Regions from separate parts of the Sus scrofa genome. Here region 2 is linked to region 1. Evidence: chromatin contacts called from public Hi-C data. All regions are on one chromosome and are shown on one strand. The core of a region is the stretch at or near the end of the contact, and the rest is flanking DNA. Distances in the headings are between cores, read along the strand shown. Region 1 has its middle 30 kb from the start of HIVEP2. Region 2 has its middle 210 kb from the start of HIVEP2.

What was found. Hi-C and Micro-C count contacts between places; a contact is called where the count stands out from the background.
Region 2: a contact with region 1 is called in a Hi-C map of liver, with 4 times the contacts expected there. The contact joins two enhancer-like sites. A contact is called at or near these places in 2 of 47 Hi-C or Micro-C datasets (epiblast stem cells and liver).

The regions. Positions count from the first base shown.
Region 1 is chr1:22,207,907-22,213,491 of Sscrofa11.1, reverse strand. No RefSeq gene overlaps it. Among named protein-coding and RNA genes, the nearest start is that of HIVEP2, 30 kb to the left of the region's middle. Within about 2 kb of position 2,156, at least 17 of the 83 cell types and tissues checked have an H3K27ac peak or open chromatin away from gene starts, as enhancers often do. A contact at or near this core is called in liver, where this site is marked.
Region 2 is chr1:22,451,641-22,456,475 of Sscrofa11.1, reverse strand. No RefSeq gene overlaps it. Among named protein-coding and RNA genes, the nearest start is that of HIVEP2, 210 kb to the right of the region's middle. Within about 2 kb of position 2,270, at least 17 of the 83 cell types and tissues checked have an H3K27ac peak or open chromatin away from gene starts, as enhancers often do. A contact at or near this core is called in liver, where this site is marked.

The DNA.
Region 1 (5,585 bases), core at 907-3,406:
ATTATTTCAGGCAAATTTAAGAAAAAGTATTTGAAACCTGAAATTTGCACTTAGTTATTTGGATTTTCCATGTTCTTTTAAAACATGGAAAGATTTGACAACACTAGTCCAATATTTATGCATGGCTAATTCATTGGAATTAACCAGAAGTTGCTCTATAGAGATGGGACATTTGCTCTCCAGTTGACACAGTCCTCACCACTCCCTATTGCCTTAAATCTCTGGCCTGCCTCCTTAACTCACTTACATGAGTGGGCATTTGAAGCTACTTCTTATGTGCTCATCCTATGGAATCACATCTTTACTTGTGGTTTGAACTACATCACTTTAAATTTCTAATCCAGGATACATTCTCAAACTCCATATAGTATTATAGTATCTCCATGCCTTCCACATGGACTGTAGGTTCCTCGCTCTTAACATGGCCATTTTTTTTTCTTGTTAGCCACCCTATTTGCTTCCTTCCTGTACAGTTGACAGTGTCACCATCTATAATGGTCAGTTTTATGTGTCAACTTGCCCAGGCTATAGAACCCAGGTATCAGATAAACACTAATCTAGCTCTTGCCCAGAAGATATTTTTTAGATGTGGTTACCATCTATGCTCAGTTGCCTTTAAGTAAAGGAGATTATCTTTATAAGTTGAGCAGACCTCATCCAAGCAGATGCAAAGCAAAACTGAGGCTTTCCTGAAGAAGAAGAAATTTGGCCTCAAGATAGCAGCATCAGCTCCTGCTTGAGAGTTTCCAGCCTGCTAGCCTCCCCTACGCACTTCAGACTTGTCAGCACCCGCCATCCTAGATTTTGGTTTTCAGGGTTCTGATTCTCTGGGAAACCCTGAAACTGATGCCCCATCCAACCAGATATCCACACTAAGAATACAAGAGATTTCCATGACACTTTCTCCTCTGATAGCTTTCATCCAGTCATACCCTTTTCCAGTTGTTCTTCAAAATAATGATCAGATCTGATCTGATAATTCTGCAACTCATATCTTGTCCCTATTACCTCGACAGTCAAGTCTAAACTCCTAAGTAGTACACATGGCTATTAATTTTCTGGTCCCTGACTACTTGTCCAGAGTCATTTCTTACTGAAATACCCACTTCCCTGAACTTACCAGCTAGACAGAAATGCTTCCATACTTTTGAAGGCAGCCTCATATTTTACACTTCTAAGCATAAGCTGCTCCTAGTTTGAAATATCCTTCCATATAGCGCATATGGCAAAAATCTACTCTACTTCAAAGTCTTAGTCGAAACATCTTCTCTCCTATAACCCCCCATCTTCTCCATTAGAATTGATCAACTCTTCCTTTGTACCCCAGAGTTTTCTTGCATACATCACCCAAGCACAACCATAATATAGAAATTTGGTTTGTTTTTTTTTTTCGGTTGTTCATTTGTATGTTTGTCTTCCTCTGTTAAACTGTGAGACCTAATTCATTACCTAGTTTAGTAGATTCTTGTGGCAACAATTGCTAATGACCCATCAATATCTATTCTGAACCCTTCCACACTAACAGAACTAGCTAGGCACATGGCCACGTAAAACAAAGGCCACACGTCCAGCCTCCCTTGCAACATGATATGGCCAAGTGACTGAGTTCTGCAGTGGAATCTAGTGAAAGTGTCCCATGCCAGCATCCAAGAATCTTCCAGCCAATGCAGCTGTCACTTGCTCTTTGACCTTTCTTCCTGTTTTCTTTCGATCTACTCCTTGGAATGTGGAGGTGATGACTCAAGTTCCATTGTGGTTCTTGAGGAAGAGGCATGGTCAAGTGGAAAGCTGCAAGTAGCCTGGGTCTCCGAGGATTATCTAGGGCAAAGTCACAATGCCAGCCTTAGATTACTCACCTCTGCACTTTCAGTTGGGAAAGGAGTGAGCCTTTCACCACATATATGGTTATAGTAATGTCTTCACTTAGCACTCTTTTTCATATAAGCTTTGAAATCAGCTATGACACAAAGATTTGTTACTGGATCCAAGTCGGAGAGAGACTGATAAGCTCAGCAGTGAGCCGGCTGTGTTTGGGTTTTAAAGCTTGGGCCCAGTGTTTACATTTGGTCTTCCTGTTGTTTGTACAGGGTATCTTCTGCTTTTCAACCTCTGGACTTTGACTTAGTTCCAGCTCCAGTCCCCGGGAAACCCAGGCTTTGACACAGTCTGCTCTACTTGGCCAGTATCTGACTGACCAAGCCAACTCCATCTCCTACAAGTAGGGGTGAGTTAGGAAGTCAAACAAGGGAGAGGAATGGCTAGGTTAGAGCCAAGACTGAGGTGAGATAGGAGTCTGTGAGCTGAGTGGAGAAAGTGCCAGCAGCAGAGCAAAGAATTTGAGCCCGTGGTTAGTACACTGAGAAAGCAAAAGCAGGAAAGAAATATGGAAAACTGTTGCTAGGGTGATCTGATTTACTGCTTCAAAGACCATGCTCATTTCATGGCCAGATGAACTATTACACATTATGACCCTTTTCCAATAGGGTGTAGGAAATAGATACTCTGAGATACTCTAGAGGGAGTATAAATTGGGAAAAAGTTTAAGAGGGTAACTTGACAAGTCCCTTAAATATTTAATTGCACTTTCACTAGCAGCCAGATATTTTTAAAGGAAAGAAGGGGTTCGACTTTAATATTGTTCAAGATGTCCTATTTATAAAATAAGACAAATAGACCCAACTCTATTCCCAACAGTAAAAGAATTAAATCTAACAAGAAATACAGAAAACTCACATGAAGGCTGTATAATTTCATTGTGTTTATATGAGAGTTAAAAATCTCTCTTTAATATACTAGTATTTTTTATATATAGAAAACCAAAAGAAATAACTGATAAACATTATAGTTCAGTAAGATGATTAGAAATAAAAGAAATATATAGAATTAATTGTATACATCAGCAATACTAATTGGAAAATGTAATGAGGAAAAGATAGCAATTCAAATCAGTGAATAACTGCTATATTAATCAATAAATAGTTTGAGAAAATTTGATAGCTAAAATAGGAAAAATTATATTATTTTCCTTATACAATACAATCCAGGTGGTTTAGGTATGCAAATAAAGAATATAAAGAACAAAATATGAATATTAGTCAGGTTCATTACTGCTGAGTCACAATGGGAACTCCAAATAATTAAAAGATGAGAGTCGCAGGAGTTCCCGTCATTGCTCAGTGATTAACAAATCCAACTAGGAACCACGAGGTTATGGGTTCGATCCCTGGCCTCGCTCAGTGGGTTAAGGATCTGGCGTTGCCGTGAGCTGTGGTGTAGGTTGCATACGCAGCTCGGATCTGGCGTTGCTGTGGCTCTGGTGTAGGCCGGTGGCTACAGCTCCGATTTGACTCCTAGCCTGGGAACCTCCCTATGCAGCAAATGCAGCCCTAGAAAAGACAAAAAGACAAATATATATATATGGGAGCCCCCAAACAAAAGTATTTCTTGGTATAGAAAAAGCCTATTGTGACCCTCAGGAAAAGAAATTAAAAAACTGAAAAAAGAGAATACTAACAGTTGATTACGTATAATTAGAAACTTAAAATCCATAAAAAAAACTTGGTCAGTAAATAACAGACTAAGAGAAAATACTTGTGACATTGGGTTGAATATCTTTGTTATAAAGCAGGCCTACACATCAAGAAGAAAGTCAAATACTACTTAGGAAATGGGCAAAGAAAATGAAAAAGCAATTCACAGACTAGGTTTATAAATTAAGAACAAACAAAGGGGAAGTTGACCAACATCTCTAAGTAAAATACAGAGAAATTAAAATAAAATATTATCTAATACCTATTAGATTCATAAAGATTAAAAAATGTCTAATCAATGTGGAAGACAACAAATACCTCAAAAGAAAAATGAGCAAAGGAAAAAAATAATTTTTGTATATCAGATTAACAGAGGTGAAAAAGATAGACAGACGTAATGAAACAGGATAATTAGAGCAGTTAATATGTGTTTGTTCTTCCTGTAAGCATGTTCTACCCCCACTCCAGCCTTTCTGTTTTCTAATCTCATGGATTTTTCCAGATTCGGCAGGCAAAATCTGCCTGGCTTTACCTGTTGTTTATACACAACTGAACTTATTGACAAAATTGTCTGGCTTCACAAGGAGTTGGGGAGAAGGTCGAAAGAGAAATGGAGACAAAGACGGAAGAAGACAGGGTGATCTACAGGGAAAGAGAAGGTTGAGGTTCAAAGGGTTGTGAGAGCAGCAGGACTTGAGCTCCCGTGAGGACAGTACTCTGGGGAGTCTGGACACTAGCTCTAGGTTCACGGGTTTTTAAAGATCCCCAAGCATAGAGTGGAAACAGCAGAAACATCAGACGCCAAGAGATGGTGAGACCCTGACAACTAAGCATGGCTGTGGTAGCCCTGTGGACAGAAGGCTTCGGGGAGCTCTCTGCTGCACTGGAATAGTCTTAAGAATCCCCGTGGATTTTGCAAGACCTTGTGGCTTGGAGTGTGGGACAGGTTTGGAGGAGATCCCCAATTAAGGCTGTAATTTAATCCCTTTTCCCACGTCAACAGGATAGACCACTGAGTCTAATTTAACTGTTTTTTTTTTTTTTAAGTAAATAAGGAAATATGACATTTCTTATGCACCAAGATTCAGTGGCTTAGTTGCGACACTGTTAAACCAACATGTGGAAAAACAGGCACCACCAGAAAATAAGCATAACTATCCAGGAGAATTATTTAATACTGTGTGTTAAAATATAAAATGAGCAGTTTTTTTCATTAGCAATCTTAAGCCTAAGACTTTACACTAAAGAAATTTTTGAGCAAAGTAAATAGGTATACTGAAAAATTGCTTAAAATGGTGAAAGGTCTTGGACATTCTTCATGCCTATCAGTAGTAAATTCTTAAATAATTTATGAAATAAACCAGGGTACCTACATACAATGGACTATTCCGAAGCATTAAAAATGATTATGTGCTCAAAACATTAGTCCATAAAGGAATACAAATCAAAACCACAATGAGGTGCCACTTCGCACCCACTAGACTAACTATAATTTTAAAAAGGAAAGAAAATAACAACTGTTAACAAGGATGTGGAGAAATTGGAATCCCTCATGTGGCACTAGGGGGAAGGTAAAATGGAGCAGCCATTGTGGAAAACAGTCTGGCCATTCCTTAAAAACTTAAACATAGGATAATCATATGACCCAGCAATTCCACTCTTAGTTATAGATCTAAATGAATTGAAAATAGATGTCTGCATAACAGCATGTACATGTATGTTTATAGCAGCATTATTCATAAGAGCCAAAAAGTGGAGACAACCTGAAAATAGATGAATGGGTAAACAAAAGTGGGGTATCCATATAATAAAACATTATTCAGCCATAAAAAGGAATTAAGTAATAATACACCCATACACAGGAACAAAGTTTTGTAATGGTTAATATTATGTGTCAGCTTGACTAGGTTAAGGGATGCTCAGAGAATTTATTAAACATTATTTCTGGATATGTCTGCGGGAGAGTTCTGGGGAGAGGATCAGTAGACTGGGAAAGAATATTGGCCTTCATCAATGTGAATGGGCAGCATCCAGTCCATTGCAATCCACTGAGGG
Region 2 (4,835 bases), core at 1,021-3,520, 240 kb before region 1:
AGTCACACATACAGCAAAGGCTTGCTGTGAGTTTAAAGAGCTAGCACAGGAGTTCCCACCATGGTGCAGAAGACTAAGAATCTGACTGCAGCAGCTCAGGTCACTGAGGAGGCATGGGTGCCATCCCTGACTCATATGCCGTGAGTAGAACCTTAAAAAAAAGAATAAACCTGGAGTTCCCATCATGGATCAGCCATTATATACTGTACTAGTACCCATGAAGACGTGGGCTGATGCCTGGCCTTGCTCAGAGGGTTAAAGGATCTGGTATTGCTGTGACTGTGGCATAGGCCAGCAGCTCCAGCTCCAGTTTAACCCCTAGCCTGGGAACTTCCATATGCCATGGTTGCAGCCCTAAAAAGACAAAATAACAATAACAATAACAATAATAATAAAAAACCTCGAGTAATAAGTTCTGCTGTGCCATTAACATAACACAAGGGAGAGGTTTGTGAAGCTGGCCATGATCATAATTTTATTTACCACTTGAATTCAACAATCTTCTGAATGGAGGAATGAGGACCTGGAGATGTGAGCTGGTTGCATTATCCAGATATTAATAAAAACAAAATTCTTTTGAGAAGAGTTGCAACATAACTTCTCTATTTCACCCCAATACATGACCCTAAAACTGTACAGGAGGAGAAGCCCTATACAGAAAAGTTAACATTTACTTAAATAAAAGTTGATCATAAAAGATGAACAAGCACTCTAGAACAGATAACCAACATAGTCACTTGCTGTAGTTAGTATTAGCATGGGAGAGTGGGCTAGGCAGACTGATTAGATGATTTGAATATCTGAATATGATGATATATGTGATCTGATATGATAAGATGAAAGTAAAGTTGCCCACTTAGTGACTCAGTGTACATTTGGTGACTGGAGGAAAATAACTCAACTCAGTTGTAATGAAAATCTAAAGTAACCAAGATAACAAAACACACCCACCTCAGGAATACTGGGGATGTTGGATAAACAATATCTTTCTGTCATTTTTTTTTTTCCTGTTCTTAATCTCCAATCACAGTCTGGGTGAAAACCATGAGACTGGTTGGAGCTGAGACGGTCCTCCTTTCAGGAGCAAGGAGTCAGTCCTGGAGCGAGAGGTAATATTAAAGCCAGGAAGACAGAGTTCATCACCAAAGGGTGAGGCAAGTGGAGACTACAAAAACACAGTCATGTCATTGGGCTGGTCAGCTGAACAGAAGAGAGAGCCCAGAAGCCCCAGATGACTAGAACAAATATCCCTTTCTCTGGTTCTCCACTTCTGAAGCTTGGGCAGACACACCTCTCCAAGGTTTCCCCTGGGATTTGAGTCATAAGCACAGCTTTTGCAGTAAAAGCTGTATTTTGTCACTGGGCTTTGAATGAACCCCCAAGATGTCAGGGAAACTCCCAACATCCTCTTAGCCAAAAGCAGCAAAATATTCTATTTTCTTGAAGTTTTCAAAACCATAAGTGCTTAGGGAGGTTACTGTCCCAGATGGCAGATACTCTTTAGTCAAGTTATTTTATCCAACCCTCAAAGAGGCTCCTTCCAGGATTTAAACTCTCTAATTGCACAGTGTTATGGACTGAATATTTGCATTTCCTCAAAAAAAAATTCATGTATCAAAGCACTGACCCCAATGTGATGGTATTTGCAGGTCGATCTTTTAGGAGGTAATTTGGTTTAAATGGGGTCATGATGGTATAGGACTTTCATGATGGGATTGGTGACTTCATAAGAAGAGAAAGAGACACCAGAACTCTTTGTCCACTATGTAAATAGACAGTGAGAAGGCAGCCTTCTGCAAGCCAGGAGGAGGGTTCTCAGCAGGAACAGAATCAGCCGGAACCTTGTCTTGAACTTCCCAGCCTCCAGAAATGTGAGAAATAAGTGTCTGTGGTTTGAATTACCTAGTCTATGATATTTTGCTAGAGCATCCCAAGCAGACTAATATGTACAGGCTGCATAACTCATGACAATATGTTAGTATCTATTAAATTTCTTTTATTTTCACAGATCCATTGAAAATTCTTTGGAGAATAAGTAGAGATATGTGAAGAGCTCTAGAACGATTTCCACAGCTCTTGGAAATATACACTCTAAGCCTGAGGATTTGAGTGTGTGAGCTCAGGCTAACTCAGTTTTCTGGTTCAGAGAATATATCAACGGATCTTCAAGAACTAAAACAGAAAAGAATCGCACCAAACTGGATTAACCAGGGCTCCTCAAGTGAGGGCAAGCCCAGAACACCTGCCAACAGTTAAAGATTGTGACCTTCAGTCATTGTAACAAATTGCATAAGACTGATTTGGCCGAACTCCAGGTAACACTTCAGTGAGAACTACCAGGAAATTGCTAACGAAAAGCCAAGAAAAAATGGCTAGGAGTTGCGAGTTGCAATTTGCAGCCCCTCTTCTCCAGTGTAAGAATTTTATTTTTGCATTCCCATATGTGTGTGATAGTTTGTATTTAAAGGTTCAAATTTTGATCTATTTAATAGGATACTCTCAGAATCAATGTTAAAATCCCTTGCCTCATAAAGTATATACGAATATACCATCTCCTGGGGAAGGGCAGTGAGGGGAGTAGGCAGGGAAAAAAAGCCTTAATGGGCAAACAAGTGTGAACTCACATTCCCACGGACTTTGCAGTTTTCAAACAATTGGCTTTGCGTTCTGTGTTGTTTCCCTTGCCTCAACTTCCTCCTCATATCAGTAAACCCCAACTGGGTCTCTCAAATGATAGAAGGTCAATATGTCAGCATCTATGCCACACTCAAAGAATTGCTCTTGATTTTTTCTTGGTGAGGACATCCTAGACATTAATGTTTCCGTAAGTGGAGGAGATCAACATCCATCCAGACCGTCTGGGGATTTGGTGATGCACAAGCTACAGCACGAAACATCGCTAATAAATCATATTCACTGTTTCCTATTCCTGTAATGCAGGAAGTGCTGGTTCCACAGGCCCCTGTGCACTCAGAGATAAGGAAGGTTCTGCACTGTTCAGGGTTTTAGAAAGACCATTGGAATTTTGCACGAGATATGGAGTTTGCAGTCCTACACCGAGCAGACAGGAAGCCGTTCTCCATGTGTCATCACCCACTGGAGCTCCCTATCAGGACCTGGGAAACATGGATAGCTGGGATTCCTTCCTGGACTTGTTGTGTGTATGTTCAGATGAACTCACCTCCAAGTATCTCTCTGGCCACTGCTGTGGAATTTCATTCATGGGAGCAATGTCCATAGTAAATGAAACAGATCAAACTGTGTGTGGTTTCTTCTGCAGATAAGAAAGCAGGCTGAGATTTGAGAGCCTAGTGTCTAGTTAGAGAATCAAATGAATCAGTGGTTAAATTATTAATCATTTTTCTCTACGTGACTTGAAACGCATTCCCACCCCAAAGCAAGATAAGATAGAAGCAATGAGGTAAGCATGATAATAAGGATTGTATTGCTTGCGTCACATTTTGTTTGTATGTTTGTTTGTTTGGAGAGTTATTAGGGGGCAGGGCAGAGAGGATGGGTGGGTACAAGAGTGAATATCCACATTGTGAAAAGTCCCAAACAGGAGATAGTCAGAAACATTAAAATAATTCTATAAGGAGTTCCCATCGTGGCACAGTGATTAACGATCCTGACTAGGAACCATGAGGTTTCGGGTTCGATTCCTGGCCTTGCTCAGAGGGTTAAGGATCCAGCGTTGCCATGAGCTGTGGTGTAGGTCGCAGACGTGGCTCGGATCCCGCGTTGCTGTGGCTGTGGCGTAGGCCGGCGACTACAGCTCCAATTAGACCCCTAGCCTGGGAACCTCCATATGCCGCGGGAGCGGCCCAAGAAATGACAAAAAGACAAAATAATAATAACAGTAATAATGCTATAATAATGTTCAGTAGTTATGGATGATAGTATGAGAAAAAGAATGTATATACATGTATGACTGCGTGATTCCTATACAGCAGAAATTGGCACAACATTGTAAATCAACTACATTTAAATTTTCAAAAAAGAGTTAAGAAAAGAAAATGAGAGTTAAACACATCATAAAGCATGCAATGGCTTCAGTGTGAAAATTGTGTGTCCATTAATGTGGATGGAAGGAAACACGAGAAATGAAAGTAGTTATATTCTTGGAGGAGAGTGGGTCTTCTTGCTCCCCAGGACTGTCATATTCAGGATATACAACTGTTGGAACCGTGGGCAATGCCATTCCTGCTTTCTTTGGAATCTCTTTGGAAAGTACATTGACTATATTCTGCTATTAGGGAATTGTTTAGCGATCTGCTCTACAACGTTGTACCTAGAGGCCGCAATAGCGTGTTGTACACTAAATTTGTTAAGAGGTTTCATCTCATGTTAAGCATTCTTATCACAATAAAATCAATTTTAAAAAATAAAGTAAATTGAAGGAACGCCTGGGAAGCAGGCTGTTTTTCTTGCTTTGCTTTCAGAACTTGTTCACATTGGGAGCATCTGCACATTTCCCTCAGCCCCACAGCCTCCCCGCCAGGATTTCTGTATCCCAAACACTTCCCTGAAGTGAGTAAAGGACATATTTAAATGTTAGCCTTTTAAAATATTTTTCCACTGATAGGCTCAAAGTTTTCAGGGACTTTTTTGGTCATAGCAATCATGTTCTCACTTCCGTATCCTGTAGGGATCTACTAAGAAAGGCCATTTTTCTGCTCTTCAAGTGTCAAATCAATTCCACTGTAAATTCTGCCTGGTGAGTCAGATCCATAGCTCAGGTTAAATGTCTCGGAGTAATACGTGGTTTCTCGCCTTTCCTTTCATAGCATATCATGTCCTAAGACTATAAGCCTGACCATTCCTCACCCGAGCCC